Linked DNA regions of Mus musculus: region 2 is linked to region 1. Evidence: chromatin contacts called from public Hi-C data. All regions are on one chromosome and are shown on one strand. Each heading gives the region's core, a stretch centred on a gene start, on an enhancer-like site or on the middle of the called end of the contact. The rest is flanking DNA. Distances are from core to core; before and after follow the strand shown. Region 1 overlaps Pde4d (phosphodiesterase 4D, cAMP specific). Region 2 overlaps Pde4d (phosphodiesterase 4D, cAMP specific).

What was found. Hi-C and Micro-C count contacts between places; a contact is called where the count stands out from the background.
Region 2: a Hi-C map of cerebellar granule neurons shows a contact between it and region 1, with 3 times the contacts expected there. The contact joins two enhancer-like sites. A contact is called at or near these places in 1 of 15 datasets of contacts at CTCF or cohesin (the NIH/3T3 cell line) and 5 of 484 Hi-C or Micro-C datasets (cerebellar granule neurons, cerebellum and cortical neurons).

What each region holds. Positions count from the first base shown.
Region 1 is chr13:108,830,910-108,837,225 of GRCm38.p6, reverse strand. The region is part of intron 1 of Pde4d (phosphodiesterase 4D, cAMP specific); the gene reads right to left. Among named protein-coding and RNA genes, the nearest start is that of Pde4d, 180 kb to the right of the region's middle. Within about 2 kb of position 2,480, at least 7 of the 459 cell types and tissues checked have an H3K27ac peak or open chromatin away from gene starts, as enhancers often do. A contact at or near this core is called in cerebellar granule neurons and cerebellum, where this site is marked.
Region 2 is chr13:109,112,924-109,119,860 of GRCm38.p6, reverse strand. The region is part of intron 3 of Pde4d (phosphodiesterase 4D, cAMP specific); the gene reads right to left. Among named protein-coding and RNA genes, the nearest start is that of Mir582, 210 kb to the left of the region's middle. Within about 2 kb of position 3,335, at least 75 of the 459 cell types and tissues checked have an H3K27ac peak or open chromatin away from gene starts, as enhancers often do. A contact at or near this core is called in cerebellar granule neurons and cerebellum, where this site is marked.

The DNA of each region.
Region 1 (6,316 bases), core at 1,231-3,730:
CTCCAGTTCCAGGACTTCAGTGCTCTTTTCTATTCTGTTAGTAACAGGAAAAAAAACATGGTATACATACTACATGCAAGAACAATACCTATACATATAAACATAATTCACATACTATTACTACTAGTAGTACTACTACCACCGTTATTTGGCCTTATGAGATAGGTTCTCTCCATGTAGCCCTAGCTGTCCTGGAATTCACTCTGTAGACCAGGCTGGCCTCAAACTCAGAGATCTACCTGCTTCTGCCTCTCTCCCGAGTTCTGGGATTAAAGACATGCACCATCACTGCTTGGCCACATAAATTTTCTAAAGCTTAAAAAGAAACCGTTGAGGATGTTTTTACCAATTGGCAAAAGCACTCTAACATCTTACACAATTACAGCATGAAAAACTCTTAAAATTCGGTTAGAAAAATGAAAATGTCCCAAGAAACTGAGAGGTGGGGGAAGGTTATGCACAGGAAAATTAAGAAAAAGGTACAAAATTAAAATGTCAAATGTATGAAAATTTCAGTATCACTAGTAAGCAAATAGATAAAAATTAAATCAAAGGCTGCTTTCTTTTGTCTGTCGGGTCACATATTAAAATGATAACACCCAATGTTAGGGTGCTCGTTTTCTGCCAGTGGGAGTATAATTGGGACAATATTTCTGGACAGGTCTTTGGCAGGCATATCAGAAGCGTGATAAACATGCTGACCCTTTGAATCAGCATGGCAGGAGAACACACAGATGGAGGCAGAGATGACAAATGACAAGGGACACAGGTCCCATAAAAGGAAAAACATGTAGTGAACCAACACAATACCAGAAGGTGGAGGACTACCAAGTTAATATTGCAGTAAGATGCCATAGAATAGGAAGAGACTGTTACAAAGAAGGATAAAAATGCATAGAATTAAGATGTTCATAATAGAAAGGCTGAGTGAAGACAGTAGGTTTAAAGTCAAGAGCCCATTTCTGCAGAATACACAGACAACAATCTGGGTATGGCAGTGAATATCTGTATTCTAGGTGCTCCAGAGACTGAGACAAAAGGACCACAAATCTGAGGCCAGTGTGGGCTCCATAGAGAGATCCAAAGTAGCCTGGGTTGTAGAGTAAGATATGTTTCAAAACACCATGGAGCTGGAGATGTGGCTCTATGGTAGGGTGCCCCGGGGGAGTCTGTTCAAGGCTTCGAGGATGATCCCCAGTGTCATAAAAACAAACAAACAAACAAACAAACAAACGAAAAAGCCCTGAAGATTATAGAATGAATGTGAACTGTGATTTAACTATATTTAGCTCTGAAGTTATGGGTGGGTTCTTTGTCGTTACTTCTATGACTGCTAGGACAAAAGTTTTCTAAAGTGACCACATACTACTTGAGTCATAAAAATTTTTTGTACTTAAAATTTTCAAGTATGTATAGCTACAGCTTTGAATGTAGTTTGTAGCTAAAAAAAAATCAAATAGTTGACTGGCATATGTCAAAACTCATCAAATGGAATACAGCAAACACATAATATTTATACAGCAATTATCCCTCGGTAAGGCTGTTAAAATTAGTATTCTGTAACACATCAATAAAAAGAAAATTATGAATTTGGTCAAAAAAATGATTGTGGAATTTCTTAGCTGTGGTTGGGTTGATGTTTCTGGTATGAAAGACACTGCAGACTAGACATGACTTGTCTGGGGACAGAATTCTTCAGACTACTAGCAGATGCTGTGTAGTAGAATCCAAGATTTAAGCATAATTATAGAAATTAAAAGTTTAAACTCATTGGTTAGTTCTCCTGCATGCTAGCAAATTTAATGGAAGGAAAATAATTTTAAAGCAACACATGATTAACATGTTTATCAAAACATACTTCTTGAGTTGGTCGCTTATTGCTCTTGAAGGAACATTTGTTTATATCTCTAACATGTCAGATGTCATTGACTGAATTTATAATATATAAATACTCTTGACCAGCCCTTTTCCCCCAATAAATCTAAAGACTAGAACAACCTGCTTGGTCATGGGTAAGTGCTATGAAGCCTCCAGGTGGGTTAGGACCTCCCTCCATGGTCTGTAGCATTATTCTCAAGCTTGACCAAGCTCTTTTCCAGGGAACAATCCTATCCCCTAGACAGGGATTTCTTAATGAAAGGAAGAGTGAGAGGAGGACCAACATCATTGCCAGACATGGCGCTAGTAGATAATGTCTATTATTTAGTCCTTCTAAGTGTAGGATGCAAGCAGTGCTTGCCTCTACAAAAGGCAGAGCTAACCCTAGGGTAAATTAGATGATAGTCCTTAATATCTCAAAGAGAGATGAGATACCACACCTTTTCCAATAGGCTGCTGATTTTGTTGCCTTTTATGATTGTGGGTGAGTTAGCATGGTGGTTAACCACAGGCTTTTGAGACAGAATGCCTAGACTGAACTCACTGCTCAGACTCTTAATCTAATCATGACTCAGTTTCCCACAATAAGTAAAGAAAGTGATAGCTTCAGCGTTGTAGACTATAAGAACAGAAGTCGTGGAGCTGCGTGAGAGATCCTGCGCATTCCTTGATATATAGTAAGCATCGTTAAATATTGTAGGGGTAGATGGGTATTAGTCACTTTGTATTCTGGACTTAACCCTGGAATTCATCCTATCCCCCCACTATTAGCTGCATCCTCAGAGCTCCAACCATTGCAGAGCTGATCATCTTGGAGGCTGCGGTGGCCACCAGGCCAGGTCTTCAGAAGCCAGATGCATGCTTTGTACCTAACATGCAAGCAACTGTCAGATGCACTGTTTGCCTTTGCCCTGCCAGCCTGTGGGGTGCCACTCCCAAGCCTTGCAGGACCTTCCACAGTGACAGCTTGCTCTGCTGGGCAACCTACCACTTCTCACTCCTCAGTACATTCTGCTATGCTTTCAAGCTGGCAACATGCCCCTTTGTCTCTAGTATCAACACCTGCTTCCCCCTTGGAGAAGATTCTCCTTTCATATTCTGGCATTGTAATATTTGAAATGGGTCCATCCTGGCCTGCCTTTTTATCTATGGAGGCGATGTGGCCATTCCCTGAGATGATAAAAGGAAAGTTTCCAAAGGCAGAGAATGTGACTCCCTCCAGTCATCAGGCATCCCAGAACCCTCCATGGAAAGGCAGTCCATAGTAGCAATCATAAATGCCCTTCAATTTAAAAGCTAGACAAACCACACAATATTCAATTCGTGCCATTGAAACAGGTCCAATCTTGGCATCATTCAGTATAAAGGAAATCACATCCAGCTATTTCTTAAGGCAAATGCTGACCTCTGCATCCCAACCCTCTCAGCTTGCTTTGCTTTTTTTTTTTTTTCCTGCCAAAACTAGCACTTGAACAGATTCTTCTTAGTGGGGGGGAAAAAAAAGAAGATTTGCAGTATAACACGAGATTTGAAATCACCTGCAGATCAGTTCTAGTTTTTGCCATCTTTAATCTTATGCTAATAAGTGCTTAACTGACTCCAAAGTAAAAATCCTTCCAGATTACCTTAAATGCTGCAGGAGTCTCCCTTATGGAAACTGTTTCCTAGCACAGCACTAAGCAGAAGAAAAAAAAAAAATTCTGAGACTTCAGAGAACTCAAGCTTCTCAATTGTTCTAGAAAAAAAAAATTGAACAATGAGTTATTTGATGATATTATACACCTGAGTTTCCTGTGCCTGATCTGAAATCTCTGAATATCTATTCACCTTCTCCTTTTTCTTTCTGAGGATAAACACTTGCATGGGTCCATGGTGCCTACAGGGATGTAGAGGTCAGAAGCTGACATCAGGTATCGTCTTCGATCTTTCCACCTTACCTTTTGAGACAGAATCCCTTAGTGAGCCTGGAGCTCATTAATTCAGTTAACCAGGCTAGCCAGTGAGATAAGGGGATCTACAAATTTCCTTCCCTCCAACACTGGGATTACAGTTGTGTACTGCTCCACCCAGACTTTTATATGGACACTGAGGATCTGAACTCACACCCTCACCCTAATGTGGCAACCACAGGACCCAGTGAGCCATCTATCCACCACCACTAAAAATCAATGCTTTATACATACAGGACATATATCTCTAAGTAAAACATTTAAAAATATTTTATGTGAACAATTCACAAGGTGGTTGCTTGCATTCAAATTTCAGTTTTTTAAAAGGGGTGAAATGTCAAAATAAATGGAGAGAAACTAAGCGATTCTACTAACACGAGGAACAAGTCAAGGTTGTCCAGTCTCTCCATAACTATTCAATATAGAACTTGAAGTTCTAGCTAGAGCAATAAGACAACTCAAGGAAGACGTTGAAGTATTTTTTGCAGATGACATGATAGTATATATAAGTTACACCAAAAATTCTACCAAGGAACCCCCACAGCTGATAAACACTTTCAGCAAAGTGGCTGGATACAAGATTAACTCAAAACACTCAGTAACCCACCTAAATACAAATGATAAACAGGCTGAAAAAGAAATCATGAAAACAACACTCTTCACAATAGCCACAACTAATATAAAGCATTTTGAGGTAACTCTAACCATGTAAATGAAAGATCTGTATGACAAGAATTTCAAGTCCCTGAAGAAAGACATTGAAGAAGATATCAGAAGATGGAAAGATCTCCCATGCTTATAGATGGGTAAGATGAACACAGTAAAAATAGCAATCTTATCTAAAGCAATCTACAGATTCAATGTAATTTCCATCAAAATTTCAATACAATTATTATACTGACCTTGAGAGAACAATTCTCAACTTCATACGGAAAAACAAACAAACAAAAAAAAAAAAAACAAAAAAAAAACAAAAAACAAAAAACAAAAAAAAACCCAGAGTAGCTAAAACAATCCTGTACAAAAAAAAAAAAAAAAAAAAAAAAAAAAACTTATGAAGGTAACACCATCCCTGATTTCAAGCTCTACTACAGAGTTATAGTAATAAAAACCACATGGTATTAGTAGAAAACAGACATATTTATCAAGGTAATTGACTTGAAAATACAGATGTAAATCCACACACCTCTGGACACCTGAGTTTTGATAAAGATGCCAGAAATATACAACAGAACAAAAAGAAAGCATCTTCAACAAATGGAGCTGGTCTAACTAGATGTTGGCATGTAGAAGAATACAAATAGATCCATACTTATCACCCTGCATAAAACTCAAGTCCAAGTGAATCAAAGACCTCAACATAAAACCATATACATTGAAGCTGATAGAAGAGAAATTCGGGAACACATTGGCACAGGAAGCAACTTCCGGAATAACACAATACTAAGTGCCAATAGTGCAAATAACACAGATACTAAGAGCATCAATTAATACATGGGACTTTATGAAACTGAAAGGCTTCTTTCTGTAAGGCAAAGGACACCATCTATCAGACAAAGAGGTAGCCTACAGAACGGGAAAAGATTTTCACCAAATCCACATCTGACAAAGGGCTAATTTCCAAAATATATAAAGAGCTCAAGAAACTAAACATCATCACACCAAAAATCCAATTAAAAATGGGGTACAGAACTCAACAGGGAATTTCCATCAGAGGAAATCTCAAAGGGCCAAGGAGTACTTAAATAAATGTTCAACATATTTTGCCATCAGGGAAATGCAAATCAAAACAACTCCAAGATTCCATTGTACACAGCAGGAAGGGCCAGGTTGGGGGAACAATGGAGGAAAGAGAATCCTAGAAGAGAGTACCTGTCAGAATGGCTAAGATCACAGATGCACATGACAGCTCATGCTGGAGAAGACACGGAGCAAAGACATCCTCCTCATTTACTGGTGAGAGTGCAAACTTTTACGGCCACTTGGAAATCAGTATGGCAATTCCCCCCAAAAATGGAAATCCATTTACCTCAAGACCCAGCTATACCACTCCTGAGCATATGCCCAAAGAATGCCCCATCCTATCATACGGACACTTGCTTAACTATACTCATGGCAGCTTTATCTATAACAGCCAGAAACTGGAAACAATCTTTATGTCCCTCAACTGAAGAATAGATAAAGAAAATGAGGTACATTTACACAATAGAGTATTACTCAGCTGTTAAACATCATGAAATCTACAGGCAAATGAGAAGAGCTAGAAAGAAAATCATCCTGATTGAGGTAACCCAGACCCAGAAAGACAAATATGGAGTATGCTTACTATATGTGGATAATAACTGTAAAGCAACGATGGATAACCACGCTATAACCCACAGACCCACAGAGACTAAGTAACAAGGGGTCTCAAGGGTGTGAAAAGCATGACTCTTAATGGGAAGGGAAAATGGAGTAGGTATTGAAGATGGACTTCGAAAGGGTAGGAA
Region 2 (6,937 bases), core at 2,086-4,585, 280 kb before region 1:
GTTTGCCCTGCAAGATAATGGACAACAAGTTACTTTGGACAGGACAAGTTGAGAATAAAAGTTAAAAGCGTTCATTGCTTCCAAATGTGTATGTTGTCATTTTCTGAATGATGTAAATATCTCTCCTTTTGTTTATCTGGATGTATACCCTGTAGTATACATGGATATAAATTTCATGTACAGTTTCACATATTCTTGATGCTGTCAACTGTTGCCAGGAACCACGCACATTTATTTCAGCAGGGCCTTAGCTGAGTCAGGAGACCTGCATTTCTGTCTCAATTCTGGCCTGTCTACTCTATGTGATGCCAAATAAATTACATACATCCTTGAGGGCCCAGTATTCTCGTCTATAAAGTGGAGATAATGTTGTTGATGTTAGCATTGTTGGAAAAGCCTACTCTTCCATGTCTTCTAGACAGGAAACTTCCTTAATAATTTGAAAGCATTGTTATCACTTTCTCTAAATAATGAAACTAATACCCATGACCTCTTGGAAACACATTCATTTGCAAAATGAGTTTTATTCAAGAAAGAATTCATTCAGTGTGTGAACGTGTGTGAAATATGCAGCAAGTGATATAAAGAATTTAAAGTCATGAATCCCTAAGTAAAATGGCAATAATATATCATATGAGCCACAGTAGGAACAACATATAAATGTTATACATCTTAGATTTATCTGAACCATTCAACTAAGGAATTTCCGATATAACAATCCATCAATGTATAGAGAATAGCTAAAATTAAACTCAAATCAGTGATGCGATGCTTCCATCCCACGTTGCTTATTTTTCTCAGCTCCACTCTCCCCAAACAAATCTATTTTATTAAAATCATGTAGTCAATCAGGAGATTTTACAAAAGTAACCAACCTACATATTAAGCTAGAAAGTTCTTCTTAAATATTTATTAAGGGCTCATTACTGCATCTTTTGTATTAATAGGTCAAGTAATATCCTTGCCTCTACACTGCTGTCATGGGCCCATATGGCCTGATGCTCAGCCACTGGGAGCATGTTTACCTCTTCAATTAAAGAATGAAACTACATGTGTGATTGAACATTATGAGCTACAGAGATGAAGCTTGCATATTGATTTATTAAGCTCTGTAATCAACATCCATCATTAACCTTAAAATGAGCTAAATTGAGATTAGCTATGGTTCTCATCTTTTGACTCCAACAGATACAGTGTCATCAACAAGGTATCCAAGGAAGCAAGGAAGGAAAACAGCCAAGTGATATATGCCAGCTGAGAGAATGCTGGCAAGTGAAGGTTAGGAAGCTGATTGGCTAGATGGTCTTGTTTCATAGGGAATACAGTACATGGGGAGACATATTCACAAGTGCACAGCCTCACACAAGCATACGGTTGAAAAAAATCATTATTACTTCCCTATTAATCCAACCTATTGTCAGTAAGAGCTACACAAATAATCCCAGCCCCATCTTTTTCTGTTTACACAACCAGCTCTGGTGTACAAAGACCCATGGTCCAGTGTGGGGGCTTGATGTAGAGGTATCAATGGCCACCCCATCTAAGACTAGATGACTGTTCCCTTTGCCAACAAACGTGGAAAGGAATAGAAATTCCTAGAACCCTTGTGTGACTCTTGTGTGTGCATGTATGTAAAATTCACCTCTCCCTCTTCCTCTTCCTCTCTCTCTCTCTCTCTCTCTCTCTCTCCTCCCTCCCTGGTGTGTGTGTGTGTGTGTGTGTGTGTGTGTGTGTGTGGGAAGGGATCCACGGCCTTAGGGCCAAATAGGACCAAAACCCACCTCCACCCTTGAGTTAAGAATGAGGTGATTGCTCAACCACTGTAATTGTCCTTTACACTACTCTTTCCGCAGCATCTATTAAAACTCTGAGCTGACATGTAGTTTCCCTACCCTGTCTTCCGGAGCACTTTATGTTAAGGGGAAATCACTATAATCACATCTCTATCTCTTGCTTGCTACTAAAATGAGGCGCTTTCTTTCGAGGATGGTTCAGGGACCACCGATCCATCACATTCTGGTTGTATGCGCGCGTGCACGCACACACACATACATACACACACACGGACACACACGGACACAGTAACTCCCACAACATCCTCGCTTCCATCCCTCCTCCTTCTCGCTCTCTCCTAAGGATTGCTGAACATTTTGCTCCAAACTCTCCAAGTCACCCACGTGTTTGTTCTCCCCTTTGCTGTTCAATTTACTTCTGGACTTGACAAGAGTTGTGCTCAGGCTGTATGTGCTGCAACCCTGCGAGCGAGCAGCGAGCAAACTGTCTTCCACACCCTGTGTGTGCACTCTCTGGTCAGATCTGCCTGGCTGATCCCTCCTTTCTGGGGTGAGTGGACAGATTTATGGGTGGTTTCCAAGGTTGCACTGCAGCCTCCCCCACCCCCAGCTTTCGCGCCTTCACCCTCCCTCCCTCTACTAGAAACAAACTGAATTAGGTTTCATCTTACTGCTGGGGTGGGATGGAGGAGCGGGGAGAGGGAGGTGCATGGCTCAAATAAACCAATAAACCGGTAAAACACATCACACACACACACACACATACACACACACACACCACTGAACGATTATACTTTACTTTCACGTCTATTACACACCTGCATTATATCTTCTAGGGCAAGGACAGACACGCCCCTGCTCACCCTCCCTGAGTTTCTTGAATTTGACCCTGGATTCCAAGATTGGTGGTGACTGGTTAACAGACAGAGTGGGAGAAGAGGGGAGGTGACCCTTTCCCTGAGTGGGGGAGGGGCGCTCTCTACTCACCGTCTGAGTCCCTGGAAAGACGAGGGCCAGGACATCCTAGATTTCTTCAGGCCCGGCCGGTGACCTGTCTCCACCGCGTAGGAGGTGCGGTCCATGGCACGGCAGTACAGGTAGCGCTCGGTGTCCGAGTAGCCGCGGTGCCGGACGCGGCTGGCCCCGCTTGAGGCGTAGCGACCACGGGTAGCTCCGGGTGGTGGCGGGGGTGGTGGCAGTGGGGGCGGTGGCGGTGGCTGCAGCTGGGGCTGGGGCGAGGGTGGCGGCGGCGGGGGCAGGTGGTGATGGGGGTGCAAGAGGCGGAACTGGGGCTGCCGGAGCGGGTACTGGTGGTGCTGCTCGTGCCTCCAGAGATGCTTAGGGGCTTTGAGAGCGGCCCCGCCAGCGCTGTCATTGCCCTCTTCGCTGACCGCCCGGGCCGGCACGCTGCTGCCCTCTGCCTCCATCCTGGCCGGCTCTGTGCCCCGCTGCCCCGCCGGGTCCACCACACCAGCCTGAGCGCCTCCCGGCTCCTGCTGCCGCCGCTTGCCGAGGCGCCAGAGGCTGGGCTCAGCTTCCGACTTGTAGCGGTCAGAGGCTCCTGGCCACCGAGAGGGGGCTCTGTTAGCGGGAGCGATCGCCACAGGGATCCTTGCTCCGTAGCAGAGGCAGAAAGGCGCGCTGGATGCTCCCAAGTAACCAAGATTGGCAGGCGAGGCTTCTCTGATGGTCGGTTTCTTTTTCCCCTCTCTTTTCTCTTCGTTCCTCCGCTGAGATTAGGGACTGTTGGCAGCTAGCTCTATAGAATCTGCTCTTCGCAGCAGTAGCCTTCTCTTGAGTCCGGGCACCTGAACCTGGATCTCAGAGCTGCTGAAAAGTTGGACAGCTCCCGACTGACCAGCTGGAGCTCTGACTTTCTCCAAAAGCACTCCAGCCAGTCAGGAGTCAGACCTGCTCTCTGGATCCTTCCCCTCCCTGTGCCCGCGCCTCCCTCCCTCTCTGCTCCCCACTGCCCTGAGGTTTGCTCTTCGACGCTTGACTAAGTCCTCTCCTCTCACAGAAATGGATTTGATGATTTCTGGCTGGTTCTCAGAGCTTGTTGAAAATGAGTCGCAGGATGCAGGCTTCCAAAGAAAAGGGATGCTACCTGTCAAAGTTGCAAGGAACGTTGTGTCTGTGTGTAGCTACAAAAAATGGATCTGCACGAAGATCTAATATTTTAGATTAATTTAGTCTATTTCTCTGCCATAGGATTAAATATTCTGTGAATCTTTCCTACAGAAGGAAAATTGCTCACTGTTTCCTTCTGGACATACTCCAGCTAGTGTTTTGGTCCTGGAGAGGAGAGGTAGCTGGGAATCAAGATGAACAGTCTTATGATTAGGAAAGTCCAGCTGAGCTCTCTGACCAAACTTAAGCCTGGTCACAGATGTCTGGTTATCTTTAGGGGCTGCTAGCTTCCGAGCTTGGCTGCAGTTTTGCTTTCCTGCCACATTTCATAGACCCTAGCTCTATTACCAAAGAATTTAAAAACCTGCTGTTGCCATCATTTCACAGAAACAGTCACCTTTGATGCTACAGTCCGTGTGCAACTTCTATCTCCTAGAATTAGCATTTTTCCTTCAATATCAAAAATTTTTTAAACGTTAAGGTAATTTCATAGCACTGTGAGGACATTTCACGTACTTTCTTTGAGATTGTTGTATCACTGAAAGATCATATGCCAGCTCCTGACGACTCATTCTACCATTTGTCACTGCAGAAGTCACCATGGTACTACCCGTTAGTTGTCAGATACTTAGGTCTCACAGTAACTCATCGGCAGCTTAATCATTCTGTTCCCTGCAGAAAGTCATAACATGGTTGAATGTGTACGAGAGTATTTAGAATCAGGAAGCTTCAGCGTGTTGAAAACCCAACCACCTCTACACAGTGACTGCTCGGTAGAGCTGCTGTGAGGTAAACGGCAGTAGAGAAGATAGTGAAGTTAGATGTCCTTTGCTCACAAGTAAGAACAGCCCATGAAATACACAAACATCTTCTTCTGGAAATGGCAATAGTTTAATGCTGGACACAGGACACAAGACCCCTGGAGCAGCTGTAATGGCTACTCATGATTGGAAATGTCCCTTTCCTTCAGTCCTTAGCCTTGGGCATTTTGCTCACATTTGGACCATGCACAGACTCTGAGAAAGGAGGTCCCGAGAGGAAGGAGGCAAATGTCTCTGAAGCACTGTTTCCCCCATGAAGAATGTAAACTGTACATGACTAAGCACACCTCCCTTGGAAGACACAAGTGTGACAATGATGAAAGTATATTCTATTTCCTAGAGGAGAATTGAGCCAGTATCTTCCCAAATGTGAACAGAAAGAAAATAATAAAATGTTCTGGAGCATAATTGGGTTTTTATTCCTTACCATTCTTAGCCTTGTTAACATCAGGAACCATTTCAAGGAAGTGTTTCCCATCCATTTCCTTCCCCAAACTGTAGTACCATGACTCCACCTAAAACCCCTACCTTTGCAGATGGTAACGGTCAAACGGTTTATGATCCTTTTCTCCAGGTTAATCAGAATGATTCCAATCTGACCTGCTTCTCATTGCCAGTTGGCTACTTCCATGGGACCGAGGAACATTTTCTTTTATCTATAACTTCCGTTGTGTTTAAAAGACTTTGATTTGTTCATAGCGTAAAATTAAAGTCCAGGAACTCTTTTACGTTCACAGAAACCATTTGCCATATTCCCTATTTGCAGAATTTTCAGTTTGACATAATTCCCATAGATGATTGTTTAAAAGACTTATTTAGTGTATATGAGTAGAGTGCATTGTTGTTGTCTGCAGGCACACCAGAAGAGGGCATTGGGTCCCATTTCAGATGGTTGTGAGCCACCATGTAGTTTCTGGGAATTGAACCCAGGACCTCTGGAAGACCAGCTAGTACTCTTAACCACTGATCCATCACTCCAGCCCAGATTATTGGTTTTTAATGGATTGTTCCCTACTACTTAGCCCTACCTAAATCTTCTGTCTCCTCTGTACAGAATAGTACTCATTATTTTTCAGTATCTTATGATTATTTTTAAATGAGACTATATTTACAGTAATGAGTTAAATAAGACAAATGCTTAATAAAAGCTAGAAATATTGATGGTTCTTTCCAGATATGGAAGAATCCTAAGTATCATTCTTTTTTTTTTTTTTTTTTAATCAGTACTTAGTAACTTTGCCTTGTCTAGGGAACATCAACTATGGAGATTTTCAAGGTTGGGAGACGATTCCTAGATCAGGATTTACAAACTTTGTACTGTCATAATCAGCTTGAAGTTAATTCAGAATATATAGGCATAGGCTCCTTAAAGCAGGACAAGACTTGGGGCTTTATATTTTTGCTAAGTTTGCGAGTAAAATGTGATTGAGAATCAAGCTTGTGAACCAAGAATCTTGCTTGCAAACTAAGTGACTGTCTTAAAGGGAGGACTGAACACTCTTAAAATGAGGATGCTCTCTGGATATCTCTGTTGATCAGTAACTACATATCCACCCCAATTCTTCATTGTGTGACTACAGAAATATACCATGTACTATTGGTTCTCTTGTCAGAAGTCTCAAACATTCCCAGTTAAAAGAAGCTTAATGCTCAGTTCTCAGAAAAAAAAATATATTTTATTGATTACTCTGTTTGCTTCTGTGTTAAAGAAAACCATGTACTGTTCAAAGTTGAGCTCTCCCTCTCTTCCATTTAAAAACTCTTTTCACTAATGTGGGGAGGCTCTACCTGTATGAAGCAACAAACAGGTAAGACGTTCCGCTGACTCACTGGCTTCCTCTGGCTCTGTCAGATAAGTTATTTTTCCCCTATTGATTGATTGGTCACAGGTCTTAGAATTTTACAGGGCACAGTCTGGGGCAGTCTTTGTGAACTGGTTAACATGGAACATTTTTGAATATTATCATTATTGACCATAATCTACATCTGTATAAAAAATAGAAAATCAGGTAAACGGATAGTGTTATTTTCGTGAACAAACTGGTCTTAGTGGTGATTTGGTGTCATGACCATGAGTTAAAGAGTACACATCACCACCTCTAGTGCTGACACATTTCAAGTTCTTCCCTAATGACAACATCAATCACTCAATGTGCTGTTATTAGCAAGGGAGAACATTCTTGTCAATAATTC